Linked DNA regions of Mus musculus: all the other regions are linked to region 4. Evidence: chromatin contacts called from public HiCAR-type and promoter capture Hi-C data. All regions are on one chromosome and are shown on one strand. The core of a region is the stretch at or near the end of the contact, and the rest is flanking DNA. Distances in the headings are between cores, read along the strand shown. Region 1 holds the start of Ggact (gamma-glutamylamine cyclotransferase). Region 2 holds the start of Tmtc4 (transmembrane and tetratricopeptide repeat containing 4). Region 3 overlaps Dzip1 (DAZ interacting protein 1). Region 4 holds the start of Ipo5 (importin 5). Region 5 holds the start of Tgds (TDP-glucose 4,6-dehydratase).

Region 1 (2,883 bases), core at 121-2,620, 2.0 Mb before region 4:
TTGCTGTGGTCATGGTGTCTCTTCACAGCGATAGAAACCCTAACTAAGATATCATAAGTCATTTTTAAAGGTTCAGTGACTATCAAAGACAGATGAATCTGATTTTACCATATTTACCTGGAACCTGGGATTAGTTGCTTATTTACTTTGTGCCCCAGTTGCTTCCAGTAAATACAATGGGACCACTACTGGTTTTATTGATTTCTCCACTGTAAAATGAGATTGTGGTAAAGGAGTAACTTCAAGCATACTTAGACCCTTAACCTTCTTCTTCAACGATTTAGTTTTGTAAATTAGCTTGCCGCATTATGAGTGGCTCTGAGACTTTCGTAGTACTGCTTTGTTCTTCTCTCCATGCCTCCTTCCCTCATCCCTGCCCATCTTTGATGTCATGTGTAATCCTATTACTCCCTGTTTCTCCCCTTCCCAGGCCCTCCTTTAAGACCCCATTTTCCTTCTCATGGTCCTCTTTCTATAAAATTGGTGGTTTATAAATGTGATGATTGTTCAGGGTTCTTGTAGACTTGGACATCTATTTAAAATACAACCACTTCAGCATCATTTGATGCTACGTGAAAACCAAGAATATAACACGATTTCAAGTACTCCACATACACAAAGTCAAAGGGATGGGAAATGATGAAAGGAAAAGCAGTAGTCATATAGTTAATTTGGGTCTCGATGAGGAGACAATGGGTCTCTAGTCTCACCATCTCTGTGACGTTGCTTTCACATCCCGATAGGGACATATAGAACTCTCCAGCATCACGCCTGCCTGCATTCTGCCATAGGAACATCCTTCCATGATAAAGATCTCTAGAGAAAAAATTGCCCTCAGCTTTTGGTTCTCATACATCTTATGTCCTAAGGGTAGGATGTAGGGGAAAGCTAGTTCTTCCATTAGCTCCTAAACAAGTTTTATTTTAAAAAGAGTTGGTAAGTAGGCAGAATTGCTACAGTTACCTGTATCCCGTAGGGATATGTACGAGCAGATGCGATGCCTTAATTGTCCTGTGGAGCCTTCCTCAGATCTGAGTTTAGCATCACCTCAGTGTCTATGTGAAGGGGTGAGTCTCTCTGAAGTAGTGAATCTTAGGCGTGTTTGGGTCTAACGTGGAGTCAAAGCATGTGTGATGTAGAGCTGAACCTGGTGGGAGCAGTCGAGCCCGTGTCTGGTGGTGGGAGTGGTGGTGGGGAGCTTGCTTGCTTGCATTTCGGAGGAATGTGGCTTCGGGTTCTTACCTGCGCGGTTCCGGCACATGGGGAGTGGCGTGCGCGCTGCCAGGTGCGCTCCGTGGCGCTGCCGGGGCGGGCGGAGCGGCGAGAGACCAGCAGGAGCGCCGCCCGGGGCGGTTTGGTTGCGACACCCGCCCAGCTGGGCATTTCCGCTCCGTGGTCCGGGCGCGCTCCTCGTGATTCCCCCGACCGCTGCAGGTGAGGCGCCGAGGCGGGCTGGGACTGGGAGCCTGGGGGCGGCTTAGGGACTCTGTCACCAGCCAGCGAATGTCCGCTAGCGTCCCGGCGTATGGGTCTGCCTGGCGGAACGCGCTGGGCGGAGCGCGCATTTGACCCCCCACCCCCACCCCGGAAAGCTGCCCGGGCGGCCCGTGCTGTGACTGCTACCGGAGCGGAGCTGATGCTTGCTCTCGCGGGACAGACAGCTCCAACAGGTAGCTTAAGATCCTAAGGGAATGTGGCTAGCGGTTTTCAAAAGAAATGTTTTTTTAATTTTACTTTAGGAGTCACTTATGTGTGAAGAGTCCAAAACCTGAAAAAGAATCCTAAACCAACTTCTGTTGGTCCGTTTCACATCTGGATTTCCTTTGGAACCAGTAGTAAAACGCCTGGAACTTTGGCGATCCATCCCTTTGATTCTATCCGTGGTTATTATTGCTGTTTAACTCTAATCAACGAGTTATAACGTTACAGCCTCGCTTAAAACCCATTTGAGGTGTGCGTGTATTTTAACTTAGCTTAACTCCAAGCTCATTTATTTATGTTAAAAGATTTCTTCTAATTGAAGTCTTTCTCCTGGTCTGTTTCCTGTAACTGAAGTGCTTGCTAAGTGAGGAACTCTGCAGTTTGGCCTCATTTTCCTGAACCTTCTCTGAGAAGTCCCTGAGTAAGCAGGCCAGACTTCAACAATAGAGGGCATTTTTCTCTAAAAGCTAGTTTGCAAAGTTAATTGGTGGATTTTTTTTTTTTTTGTACTGAACCTTTTATTTAAACTAGTGAACTTACAAACCATGTCCTTAGCATGCAAAAGGCCCAAGATTGGCTCTCCAGCACTGGAAAATAAGCAGACCAAGTTGGGATTAGGAATGTGGCTCAGTGGTAGAATTCACCCTTCTGTGTGAAGTGGTGAGCTGGACTGACGTCTGTCTGTGGTGGTCATTAGTGGATGGCAGTGTGTGGTACAGAACCAAAACCAAAACCAAAACCCTGCAAAGGTTAATTTTTTTTAAGTACAGGATCAAGCCAGGTGTGGTGGCTTATGTCTGTGATTCCAGCACTCAGAACGCTAAAGCAGACCATCCTGGGATATGCAAGATCTTACATCAAAAAAATATCAAAACCAAAACAAATAAAAGTTTCTTCTTTATCTAGTAAGAACTTTTGAGAGCTCCAGTTCTGTCTGTCAAAGCTTGAAAAGGAGTCATGGGATGACTCTTTATTGGCCTTGGCCAGGGTCTTGTTAGGGGAGAGGACCCTCTGCCCTACAGACTAGTGCTGTCATGTTTGAAGAGGGACATGGTCCATGGGAAGGTAGCAATAGGAAGACGACATCAAATGATCTTAGCAGCCTTCTCTAGAACATTCCCCATCTGAAGCCAGTAAATACTGGAAATTTTATTTGGAGACTCTGAGCTAACAATAACCACC
Region 2 (3,027 bases), core at 227-2,726, 2.1 Mb before region 4:
CATTGCATTATTGCAAGTCGCACAAAATTGTTACTAAGTTACACAATTTCTTTAAACTTATATTCCTAACAATCAGTCAGTTGGTGGAGGAGGCATATAAAGGTAGAGGCACTTATAAATCAGGACCTTGACCATTCATTAGATGCCAGGACTAAAGCCGACTTTGGTTTGTGATACTCTGGCTGTCACAGACCACCAGAAGGAAGGCAGAGAAAGCATGACGGATGTCTTACTATTTGAGATGTGGTGGCATATACAAGGGGAGAAGCTAAGTGGGGAACTAGATAAATAGGTTTGAACTCCGAGAAAGCAAGGAAAAGAAGTGTAAATCTGAAATGTATTGATTGGAGTGTTGGCAGCAGATTAAATCATACAGGGAAATTTGTGGAGTAGGAGAAAAGGATGAGGCTTTTAAAACTCTTAGCGATCATTCAGGGCAGGCAAGCCAGTCAAATAGACTTGGGGGTGGGGTGGGGGAGGGGGACAGGAGAGAGAAAAGGCAATAGGCATAAAGAAGAGGGCATTTTAAGGAGGAGGAAATTGTGAGATGAGGTAGCATTGGGAAGCAAAATGTCCTCTGGCCTTAGTAAGGGCAGAAGACAGCAGAGGTGACTGGCAAATGCAGTTTCCCTGAATGAAAGCCAAATGAATGAAGTTGGAAACAGCTGTGGTTGGGGGTGGAGGTGGGGGTGGGGGAGGGGAGAAGCACTCTGCTTCAGCGATGAAGGGCAGCGAAAGGCAGGGTGACACATAGAGCAGAGGAAAGCTTGGAAGTCACTTGGTGCTGAGGATGCGGACTCCACTCCAAAGAGGGAGACAGATCAGAGACTGATGCTTTGAGGAGGGTCGGAGGTCATTGAGGTTTGAGGTCTGTAAGTCTGGTAGTGGAAAGTACAAAGGTTTTTTCTCTTGAAGGTGGCAGCACAAATAAGTACTAGGAGTGGAAACTGAGTGGGTGACCTTCCCATCAGGAGGGAGGTGTAGCACCTAGTGGTCGTGACTGTATGGCACTGCTCCAAAGGAGGCGCAGTCCTGAGGTTGCACGGCCTTAGGAGGAGGAAGTCACTTCCCGTTTCAAAGGGAGAAAGTGGGGACATTTCTTCAACAACTTCAGACAGAAAGAAGCGTGGAGTTGAGATTTTCTGCAGGGATTCCACAGCCCTCGGCGGAACGTGCGAGACAAGCCAGGAATAGGCTTAGAACGCACGGATCCGCAGGGAACAGCGGCCAGGCCCGGGAACCGCCGCTGCTGCTTCGCGTCCCAGCTGCGCTTTCTCTTCCCAGCAAAGCCTGTCTGCCCCTGCGCCTCCTTCGTGGCGAGCGCTCTGTTCCGACGTCACTCCGACACGGACCAATAAGCGGAAGAGGAGAGCGTGAGTGATGGAAAGGGCAACCGATGGTCCCGCGGCGGGAGGCGGGACTAGACGGGAGCGGGCAGCCGCGAGTGGGAAGCGGCGCGGCGGGGGGCGGGACGCGGCGGGGTGGGAGTGGGAGGGCAGCCCCTCCCCTGGCGGCGGCGGGCTGGGGAGCCGCCGGAGTTTAAGCACGCGGGAGGGGAGATGAGATCGCGGCTCGTGCTCCTTGCAGGTAAAGCGCGGGGCGGCCCGCTGAGGGCCGAGCGCAGCTGCAGGGCGCTCGGAGTTGGGCGCGGGCTCCCGGGCTCTCAGCTGAGCCGCCAGCCCTGCGCTGGGGCCCGGGGGCGGCGCCCGAGCTCTGCACCTCTACTAGAGTTAGCTCCGACACTCGAGCTGCCTCCCGCGGACGCCGCCCCGGGCGGTCTGCGCCTGGGTAGAAGCCGCACCCCGGACAAAGAGCGCGCGGTAAGGGTGCGCGCCCCGAGCTCAAGCTCCGGCACTGCCCTGCTACGGCCGAGGTCGCCGAGCCAGACCCTTGCCTGCTACTGTCTGACCCAGCCGTGCAACAGCTTTGTAACCCGGGAGTCCACCGGGTGCAGCGGCCACCTGGCCGCGGGGTCCCCGCGCCTGGTCGCCAGCTGGCCAAGGCACGGGCGACGGCTGGACACAGCCGGGTAGCTTGGCCGCCCGCCCAGGGTTACACGGAGAGCCACCCAGCAGAGCCAGGAGTGCCAGTTACTCTACGCTCAACTGTGGAGCAAAGCTGGTACCACTGGCCTGGGAGCCTGGAACGGCTGCCAGGAGTTGGGGGAGCCAAGCAGGTGGTGTAGCAACCGCCTCACCTCCTGCGAACTCCACGGGGAGTCTGGGTTGTTGATGTTGTGACTGTGGGCTGTTTGTGTTTTCTTTCTTTTTATAACTACACACAAAAGAAAGGAGGAGTTAGAGGACAGATATCTCCACTGAATCATCCACACTTTGCTCTCTCCCCGTGAACAGATGGATGGGGAGAATTATAGTAAGGATTGACTGGAACCATTTTTGCCCCTTGTACCTGCATCCCCCGAAAGCTGTGCACTATAGGTGGAACTGGGGCAAAGTGAGGTATGCTCGCCCACCTGGGTGGGAAAATGGTTACATGCTAGCAAAGTGGAAACTTTCTGAGGCAGAAATTCTGAATGTGAAACCTCAGATGGGCAGCCACTTCTTGAATTAGGAAGATGGGTCACAACAGGATTCACCTTACTCTGCTTTTGGCCCATCACTACAGAGGATGGCTGGCTCCTTTGCCTCTAGCACAATGTGTGCTAGCTCTCTCTGCATCGTGCCAGATACGGGTGGTCAGAAACTATCACATTATTTAATCTGATTTCTAGAGGCAAGGTTGCCCTCCATCCTGAAGGGCAACTGGCCCTGGATGCATTGCCCTTAATGTAAAGGACAAGAGGCTCTCCATGCCTGTGGAAGAGTCTCCAGTTAGGTGGCTGCAGCCGGTTCCCCGTTTTCCCGGGGTGAATCAATTAGGTTGGGTCACTCTGCCTCATTGCAGCCAGGGCTGCTGTGACCATTGTTATCGGAAGCTTACAGTTCACAGCTCAGTGCCATTTAGCCTCTGGGGAGATATTGTTTGAGGTCTTTTTGACCTTTTGATTATTGACAGATGAATATATTT
Region 3 (2,990 bases), core at 50-2,549, 2.0 Mb after region 4:
GCCATTATGAAGTTATCTCTGCTAAGGATCCATTCCAGTTAAAAAACAAGATGATGTTTGAGATACAGTGCCTTGTAAGGAACAGAACCAAGAGGCTGCCTCAAAGACAGGACCCTGCATTCCTCAGAGAACATTCCAGATTCAAACTAGAACGGAGTTTCCCCACAGCATGCTATTCCCATGGCTCTTTTTTTAATTAACTTCAAATTAAGTTCTTCTACCCAGGCAAAACCTATGTTTAACATTTACCTCTAGATCTTAAACTAGAGGTTAGCCTTGATGTGTAGTGTTTTATGTTCCTTTCCTGCACAGTCTATTTGCCCACAGTTAATAACACAATACAGATGTGCTGAGAACCCTCAACATCCAGGCTCTCTGCTGGACTCCAGTGGGAGAGAAGCAGGGCACAGGACACAGGCCTTGCCATCCAGGAGCTTGTGTGCTTCAGGACGGGTGGTCACAGGTCACGTCCTGTGAGGAGATGCAGAAATGTGGCCGACTCGTGGGCGTGTTTTCTATCAGCCTTCTCCCAAAGCCTGTAGGGGCTTGGGGGACAAAGCTTGAAAAAGATTCAGACCCTAGGTGAGAAACAGCTGAAGTTGGGATTAAAAATGTCCTAATTTAACTTCAGATCCCCCCTCTTCTTCCTCTTCCCCATCCAGGACTTCATGAAAACGAACCGAGCACACTCAAGAGCAACTTAGTCACTGTGACTGACTGGAGCGATGTCCTGGATGTCTAAGCACGGCCTCGCACATCGGAAGCCTGTGCCGAGGCCGCCAGCATCAGTGCAGTCAACAGCCTATAGGACTCTAATGCTCTTAGTGTTTCCAACCATAGCAAGGAAGCCGGTTCTGAACAAGGGTGTCTCTTATGACACGTAACACAGTGCCGAGAACAAACTGTCAGCTGTCCACTGTGTAAAAACAACGTATCCTTTAAGTCATAAAAACTCTTTTCTTCAGTACAGAACTCTCTAGTGTTAAATGTATTTTTTTTCGACTAACTTTTAAGTCTTTTTTTTTTTTTGACTGATAGCAGGCTTCAGTTTGAATTACTATAGCTCTTTAAAATATATATGTACTGTCCCATTGGTAGTTCTTATGTTAAAACAATCCTGTCGTCTCTTCAAACTGAATTAGCGAACTCAATGATCCCATGAATGGTAACAGTTAGCTAGGCCCATGGTAAATACATTTCCTTAAAAGTCCCTTTGATCCCACTGAGCTCTGAGGCCCTGTCAGCATGCCGTTACTAACGAGTTCTTTTCTGCAGTGTAACCTTCATCTTGGATGTTTTATGAATAATGTGCAGCTGTTGTAACTGCCAATTGATTCCTGTGAGATGGTCACTAGAAAAAGATGAGCCGTTATTAAGTCACCCACATGTCATTTTCCTGTGTTCAGTCCCCAGCCCATAGTATAAAATACCTCAGAACTAATTTATATTCTTGAATAATGATCTTGGCAATGATCAGAAAGTTTATATAGGAATTGTTTGGGTTTTTTTTTTCTTTTTAAACTTTTTTCCTTTTTTAAAAAAATATTTTTTATACTTTGTAGAACTATTAGGACTATCTCCAAAAACAAAAAAGGAACCTATTAATGGCTTGTTGATTTGGGGTCTCCTGTCATTCACCTACTGTACCAGTAAAGTCCTCCATCACACACTGCGACTGTGGCTGCTTATTAAGAAAACCGCTTGGCTAGCTTTATAAGAGGGCAAAGCCCTGGCATCTAACAAACCCTGACCTTGAAATGTATCTCTGTGACTATTGTGGCTACCATCTAGAAACCTATGTGTGCCCATTCCAAACCATGAAAAAAAAAATTCTCCCACCTCCCTGCGGGGAGCTGTTGTGTGCAAATAGGCTCACTTTATGTGTAAGCTTATCTAAAAGCTTTAGGAATCGAGAGTCAGGCCATGAGTTGTGGGCAGAGATCAACAGCCTTCCCATCTCTCACATCAACAGGTTTTTATTGTCACTACGGGTTTGGGTAGAAATCAAGAGTTGTGTTCCAGACTCTGTGTCTACCACAGGTCCCCACCCCCACCCCCAGCCCCCAGGACAGGTAAGGACCTGGCCAAACCCAACATTTAAATTCAGTTGGTGTTTGTAGGTCACAAAGCCCAGTCCTTTAACTTATCCGTGTTTAGGGTTTCCCCTTCTTGTCCTCATTCAGTTGTTTTATTCCTTTTCCTTGACAGAGCTTAGGCGGCCCCTCCCTGACCACCATGCCTTCACACCCCACTCTCTCTACATTCTCAGTCTAGCTGCTGTCTTCACCAGCTCATCTGAAGAAAAAAATCATTTTAAACGTGTGCCTACACAGCACTGTTCCCACGCTGGTCTGCGGTTCCTAACCTGTCTTTATGGAAGCAAAATATATGACACTGGAAAATGTTTTAATTGGTTTTTTTTGTTTGTTCGTTTGTTTTTTTTTTTTTTACTTTTTTAAAAAAAAGTTTCCTTTCCTTTCCTTTCCGTTGAATCCCTGCAAACAGTGTCCTCTATTTCCTTTTCAGTCTTTTACCCTCTGGGAAAGTCATGTAGTCAGCCATGTGACTCGTTGTGGGCGATTTATAGCATATGACAGAAGTACCAGTTCTTACAACTTGAAACCATGTATTTTACCCTAGACCAGCTCACGCCCTGGTTCTGACACTACAGGGCTCCCTACTCTACGTTTCTTCACTGCACACGCAGGAAAATGTAAGCACCAACGGTTAAGGGGGTGTGTAAGGGTGAATGTGCTCTGACCTATAAGCTGTGTGCTAGTGAGAACAATTACTGCCTTTGTGGGTAAGTGACATGCAGGGCTGGCCTCAGGAATTCACCTGTATCTTTGTTCCAAAACCACCTGATCAAGTTCCATGCCTTGAAAAATGGCCAGTGTCTCAGTGACCTAGTGAGTGTTGGGTGCAGACCCGTGGGACACAGGAAATGAGAGAGCCAGGCCCACACAGGCCCCAGAGCTTCCTTAGCTGGC
Region 4 (2,795 bases), core at 101-2,600:
GCATGGGAACTGGTGCGCTCAGGAAACTTGGCTGGGGGACTGCCACAGGTTTGAAGGGCCTGTGTAAACTAGAGAGCCAAACATCGCTATCTCCCCTCCCCCCAAAATTAAAAGCACCATTAAGAAGGACATAGTTTAAAGCACCATTTCACACAGAAGTTAAGTCTCCAACTTCTTTACTTACTAAAATCTAAGTGTGGCCAGATTATCCATTCTACTCAAAGCGAAATTAGCAACTGTTTTAAAAGACAGCTCCCAACTTTAGGTCGGTAAGTACAAGACATGTCAACGTCACTAGCTATATATAAAAGACATCTTTGCTTTGTAAGTAAAGCTATTCACACATCCTCAGAGTCTCCTAAAAAACTTCAGACCCATGGGTCGTAAGGAGCTCCACGTATCAACTTTCCTAGAAATTACCTCACAAAAATCTGAGCTTCAACACTAACAATGTATCTTCCGTCTTCTAGTGAGCTAATAATATTATTGCTAGCTTGCAAATGGGCTTATAACTGTATCTGAAATGGAACCCTTGATCTAAGACTGATTGAGAACGATCTGTGTTATATGAAAAAGAGATGGCACTGGCCCAGTTAGACAGCCACAGCCCCCAGTATATCCCGTTTATAAGCCCAAATCTCTAGAGATCAAACAAGATTCGAAGGAAGAAGAGCAGAGCGAGGTGGTCAAGCAGGGATCCCTCAAAGGCAACTTCACACGATCTTGAAGGGACCGGCGTGTGCAGTTCCTTTTAGAAACCAGAAAGGGGCTCGGGGGAAAGACGCCGTAAGGCAGCGACAGGCAGGACACGCGTTCTCCCTGAGCTGGGATGGGGAAGGGAGCGGCTGGGGTGGTGGGGGAAGCGGGACGGGTCAGGAGCTGCCGGGGTCTGGCCGCCCGCGAGGGCTGGCGGGCCACGCGGGGAGGGAGAGCAGGGCTGGGGTGCAGGGCCCGCGGGCGGGGCGCGTCAGGCGCGGTGGCACGTGTGCGCGGGTCGGCGGCGAGGCAACCGGCGCCGCCGCCGCTGCACGGGCCGGAAGGGCCGGGGCCGGGCGGGAGGCGCGCACGTGGGCTGCGGGGCCGCTGTCCGCCAGCCGGGCCGACCCGCGCCGCTCGGCCGGCCGGCCGACGAGCGCCCAGGGCCAGCCGGCCGGCCGCGGAGGAGAAGGATCGGCGCGCCGGGGCCGCCGATTCGCTTACCTCCGCCTGTTTCCGGACCACATTGTCGGGGCTGAGCAGGTTTCCCAGGAGCAGGTAGAACTGTTGCTGCTCCGCCGCGGCCGCCGCCATTGCGCTAGGCGTGAGAGAGAGAAGGAGGGAGCTGTGAGGCGCGCTGGCGGGCCGGCGGGAGGGTTGGGGGCGGGCCCAGCGCGGCGACCGGCACCAGCGGCGGCGCGGGGATGAGGGGCCGGGCGAGAAGGGCGGGGCCGAGGGGGCCGAGGGAGGACGGGGCGGGGCCTCGCGCCCTCTCACCCGGCCGCGGCCGCCGACGCCGGCGTCCCATTGGCTCGCGGCGCGGGGGGCGTGCCCGAGGCCGCCCCCCCTCGAGGGCCACGCCGATTGGTCACGCACCCTGCGGTGTCGTCACTCCAGCGCGCGCCGGGAGGCGGGGCTGGCGGGCGTGTGTGGCGGCCAGAGGGCCGCTGTTAGGACGAGGTTGGGGTTCCCGGGGCGCGGGTTGGGAGGAGCCGATCCGGCTGGGCCGCCGCGAGGGGCGTGAGGCCGGGCCCGGAGGAGGGGCCAGCTCCTGAGCGCGGGAGATTTCGGCGCCGCGGGCTGGCTGGACTCCCTTTCCCTGCCGCCCGCCGCGTAGCCGCGCCTTAGGGCTTTGGGGCCCCGGGACCCCCCTCCCTAACCCCATCCCAATCCCCCCAGCAGCGAGCACACACGCATACACACACCCGCCTCTGCAGACCCCTCCATCTGTCTGGCCCTGTGGTGTCGTGTCGTCCCCCTCAGCCTGTGACTCAGGCGGTCCCTACCCTCCTCTGTCCTGTGACTCACGTCCAGGGACTGTCCCGGAAGAGGGGTTGCTCATCACGGACTCTTCCCCCCTGCACCTCTCCGTCCCGGATCAAATCACGCACGCTCCCCACCCGGGAACTGCCACCCATCCTGGTGTTTGGAGCTTCCTTGCTCTCTAAGGATGGGAGAAGTCATGAGCCACTCCCTAACGTGGTCGATCCATTGATAGTTGATGCGTGCCAGCATGGAGGGGACCAGAGGCTGCCTCCCTCTCACCTCCTAAACTCTAGTGCTTAAACACCAGCGTTGGCCCATCTTTCTATCTGGGACTGCCTAAACAGGAGAGAGCAGAGCTCAAACTGAAACACTTTGAGAATCATGTCCTATTCAGAATCATGTCTAATGTCCACAGACTCAAATGCTCATATCAAAAGAAAAAAATAATGTATGAAATGGTCCTACACTGAAAAAAAAAAAAAAACAATGTGGCCCAAGAATGAAAGAGCATCCCCAGTTGGAAACTAGTTCTACAAAATAGATGCGCTGGCCTCCAGAAAAGCAGAACGTAATCAGGGTTGCAGCTACACCTATAGAGGGGAGACCTTTCTCCACAATTCAGATTCTGTTGTAAAAATCTTGACTGGCTCTCAGCTCCCAAGTTTATCCCAGCTCCTGTTTGCCCAGACTCAGTTAAAAGCCTACTGTGTGTCCAAAGCATTGCCCAAGTTGAGGATGACAGCAGGTGAAAAGGGGGATGTATGTCTTGTGTCAAAAGGACTCGACTACTTCCTAAGGAATAGGTTTCCACAGCCTGAGGCCTGTAACTACAG
Region 5 (2,700 bases), core at 137-2,636, 2.8 Mb after region 4:
ACAGATTGACTGCCTGGGTTTCTTGATGGTGCTCTCTGAACCTTTCTTTCAGAGCATTGCCAGGTTTTTCATTGTTTGATAAAATAAAACCCTACTAAGTTTAAGTTGTTGAAAGCTTTAATTGTGTAAATGGTAAACCAAGAACGTGGGTGAGGTTGATTCTAAAGGAAAAGCAGAGCATGGGCTTTGATTACTGTAGGCACTTTCCCTTTGTCTCGTGTGTGTGTGTGTGTGTGTGTGTGTGTGTGTGTGTGTGTGTGCTTGAGACAGGGTTTCTCTGTGTAACCTGGCTGTCCCGAAACTCACTCTGTAGACCAGGCTGTCCTTGAACTCAGAGATCCATCTGCTTCTGCCTCCCAGGTGCTGGCACTAGAGGTGTGTGCTATCACCTGCTGGCTTCATGTCTTTCTTCTTGATCAGTAATGTTATTCTCTTTCACTGAAGACAGGCTTTTTTTTTTTTTTTTTGATGCCTCGGTACATAAAAAATTAATATGACTTCTAATCACTCCCACTTGGTAGAGCCTCCGAATTCATAGAAAGCAGCAGACTATAATATAAACAGCAGTGAGCAATCATATGATAAGCCCACTTGTTGATGAGTGTGTGATAGATCTGGTCCCAGAGAAATGAATGGCCTTACCTCCATGGAGCAGAGACAGTGAGAAATTACATCAGTGGCCAATTTGTTGATGAATGATAAGAAGAAAACAAAAAAAAAAAAATGGTTCTGCATGGTTAGAGTCAAGGAATGACTCTAATAGGAAGATGGCACTCAAACTGAGAACTGAAGGAGGTAAACACTAGTCAGACATCCGAGGAAAGGGCAGGTAGACCAGGGAAGAACACCTGGTAATATAAATAAGAGCAAGAAGGACCAGGATTGGGGCACAGTGAGCAGACAAGAGAAGAGAGTAAAACCTTCCAGGGAACTCTGCAAAACTTACTTATCATGATTGCAAGCGGCCTTCGCCTTTTGTGACAGTATTTACAACAGTGAAACATAATTTTGCAATGCAACTTTCCATTTCCATACTGCATACATTCTAGAGGATTCTGCTCAGCTGGGTGTTAGTCTATGAGCATAGCTGAAGTTCAAAAATGAAGGCATCGATTCATAACTCCGAATTTCTAAGCACCTATAGTAGTAATCCATGCTGGTGACACTTGCTTAGAAAATATTCCAGACCCTAGTACCAATGACCCTAATTTCTCCTAGCTGGTGACTATGGGCTAGAGAGTGCGCGCCTGCGCAGTGCCACTGCCGGCTCCGCCCCTCTTTTGGGGTCTGGGAGAACCCGGAAGCCTCTGCGACTTCCTTTGAACGTGTCGGGGGCGGGGCATGTCGTAAAGCGTCGTGAAGCTGCTTCCCTCGGTTCTTCAGACGCCGCGCTTTACGGCGCTGGCTCTGCAGAGCTGAAGATGTCCGCTGCGAGCCGGGAGGAGCGTTCTGGTCCTCCCGGCAGCTTCGCGAAGCGGGTCCTGGTGACCGGGGGTGCTGGTTTCATGTAGGTAACGGTGCTGGTGGCTGAGAAGTTTCTCCCCACAAATCCTAACCTTGCCCTGCGGTTCTCCTTGTCTTTTGCACTTCGGGTCCACGACTTTGCAGATCCGTTATGGGGAGGGTCCCAATGCACAGCCCGGATGTCCATCCGGTTTCCCTCACTTTCTGGCCAGCCAAGACGAGGTTGCTTCGAAAATGCGACTTCTTTAACACCTTCCCCACAAAAAGGGGAACTCAGGAGTGCCTTGCTGCTGTCCCACCCCCTACCTGCCCGGGGGTGTTTACCACCTGTCACTTTTCTGAGAAGCACACATCAGTTTCATTCCCTTTTCTTCCCGCTCTCTGACAAAGCTCCGGCCAGCAGATGAAGGCCTTTCCAAAAGCTCGCCTCTACACGATGTGAGGATCGATCGTAATGGGACTCTTTGTCTTGTCTTCTCTTTTTTAGAAACTGTTTACAAATCCTTTGTTATTCCCAACCTGTTTGAGGCTCACACCCACCTACCGTGAAACTGTCCTTTCTATTTGTGTCAAAGCTTATTCTTAATTTGACTTCTGTTCCCTGCCTCCTTTTCCTTAGAACACTGCTACTATCCCTCTCCTGTTGATCTCGCGCGTTTTCTTTACACTTTGTAGAGTGTGTTCCTAAGTGAGATAGATGCAGCTGCATAGAGTTTTACAGTCATGGTTTCTGTGAGACTTGTAATGAAAGTCCAGGGTCTTTATCCGATCTAGAAGACTCGGGTGCTCGAGCCCTGCTTCCCAACCTAGTCTCTTGCTTTTCTGTACTCGCCCACAACCCTCTCAGGCTTCTCGGAGCACAGGAGGTTAGTGCTGCTTCCCGACTTGAGGCAGTTGCATAGGCTGTTAATTTACCCGCATATCACCTTCAGAGTGCTTATGGGAACACCTTAGGCCACCCATCCACTCAGCACTACCTGAAATTACATTGAGTACTTGTGTTTACTTGTTTATGGCCTTGCCCTTCTTCTAGAGTATAAACTGTGTGAGAGTAGACTGATGTTCATTAAGCTCCCACAGAAAGAAAGGTCAGGGCCATATCGTGAAGGTCTTCTGTAAGAGTTGAGTGGATGGATGCGTGAGCGATCCACAGGAAGTTCTGTCCTTGTAGTGTCTCCTGCATGGGGAGGGGTCAGAGAGTCTTGGTTACTGCCCAAGAACATGCAGTGGGCCTTT

The links. Promoter capture Hi-C pulls out the DNA fragments that hold promoters and counts their contacts. HiCAR-type assays count read pairs that join an accessible place to other places. Capture Hi-C pulls out chosen DNA fragments and counts their contacts.
Region 1: a promoter capture Hi-C map of liver shows a contact between it and region 4, with 2.8 times the contacts expected there. The contact joins the promoter of Ggact here to the promoter of Ipo5 in region 4. A contact is called at or near these places in 3 of 39 promoter capture datasets (cranial neural crest, liver and pre-B cells) and 1 of 9 other capture datasets (liver).
Region 2: a promoter capture Hi-C map of pre-B cells shows a contact between it and region 4, with 5 times the contacts expected there. The contact joins the promoter of Tmtc4 here to the promoter of Ipo5 in region 4. A contact is called at or near these places in 2 of 39 promoter capture datasets (liver and pre-B cells), 3 of 484 Hi-C or Micro-C datasets (B cells, CD4 T cells and CD8 T cells) and 1 of 115 datasets of contacts at active chromatin or transcription factors (pro-B cells).
Region 3: a contact with region 4 is called in a promoter capture Hi-C map of pre-B cells, with 2.6 times the contacts expected there. The contact joins the enhancer-like site here to the promoter of Ipo5 in region 4. A contact is called at or near these places in 3 of 39 promoter capture datasets (the C10 cell line, liver and pre-B cells) and 3 of 115 datasets of contacts at active chromatin or transcription factors (astrocytes, embryonic stem cells and large pre-B cells).
Region 5: a contact with region 4 is called in a HiCAR-type map of astrocytes, with 6 times the contacts expected there. The contact joins the promoter of Tgds here to the promoter of Ipo5 in region 4. A contact is called at or near these places in 3 of 39 promoter capture datasets (embryonic stem cells, liver and pre-B cells), 3 of 484 Hi-C or Micro-C datasets (B cells, CD4 T cells and the G1E-ER4 cell line), 4 of 115 datasets of contacts at active chromatin or transcription factors (astrocytes, large pre-B cells, pro-B cells and 1 more) and 2 of 9 other capture datasets (adipose tissue and liver).

What each region holds. Positions count from the first base shown.
Region 1 is chr14:122,911,652-122,914,534 of GRCm38.p6, reverse strand. It overlaps Ggact (gamma-glutamylamine cyclotransferase), which reads left to right and starts at 1,370. Exons shown (of 3, transcript NM_145466.2): 1 at 1,370-1,434. 4930594M22Rik (RIKEN cDNA 4930594M22 gene) reads right to left here and starts at 1,505. Exons shown (of 2, transcript NR_155287.1): 1 at 1,243-1,505.
Region 2 is chr14:122,981,732-122,984,758 of GRCm38.p6, reverse strand. Tmtc4 (transmembrane and tetratricopeptide repeat containing 4) reads left to right here and starts at 1,476. Exons shown (of 18, transcript NM_028651.3): 1 at 1,476-1,587.
Region 3 is chr14:118,874,935-118,877,924 of GRCm38.p6, reverse strand. It overlaps Dzip1 (DAZ interacting protein 1), which reads left to right. Exons shown (of 22, transcript NM_025943.3): 22 at 663-2,405. The coding sequence ends at 742. Among named protein-coding and RNA genes, the nearest start is that of Cldn10, 21 kb to the right of the region's middle. Within about 2 kb of position 1,299, at least 14 of the 459 cell types and tissues checked have an H3K27ac peak or open chromatin away from gene starts, as enhancers often do. A contact at or near this core is called in pre-B cells, where this site is marked.
Region 4 is chr14:120,909,749-120,912,543 of GRCm38.p6, reverse strand. Ipo5 (importin 5) reads right to left here and starts at 1,350. Exons shown (of 26, transcript NM_023579.4): 1 at 1,201-1,350. The coding sequence starts at 1,290.
Region 5 is chr14:118,131,451-118,134,150 of GRCm38.p6, reverse strand. Tgds (TDP-glucose 4,6-dehydratase) reads left to right here and starts at 1,386. Exons shown (of 12, transcript NM_029578.3): 1 at 1,386-1,507. The coding sequence starts at 1,422.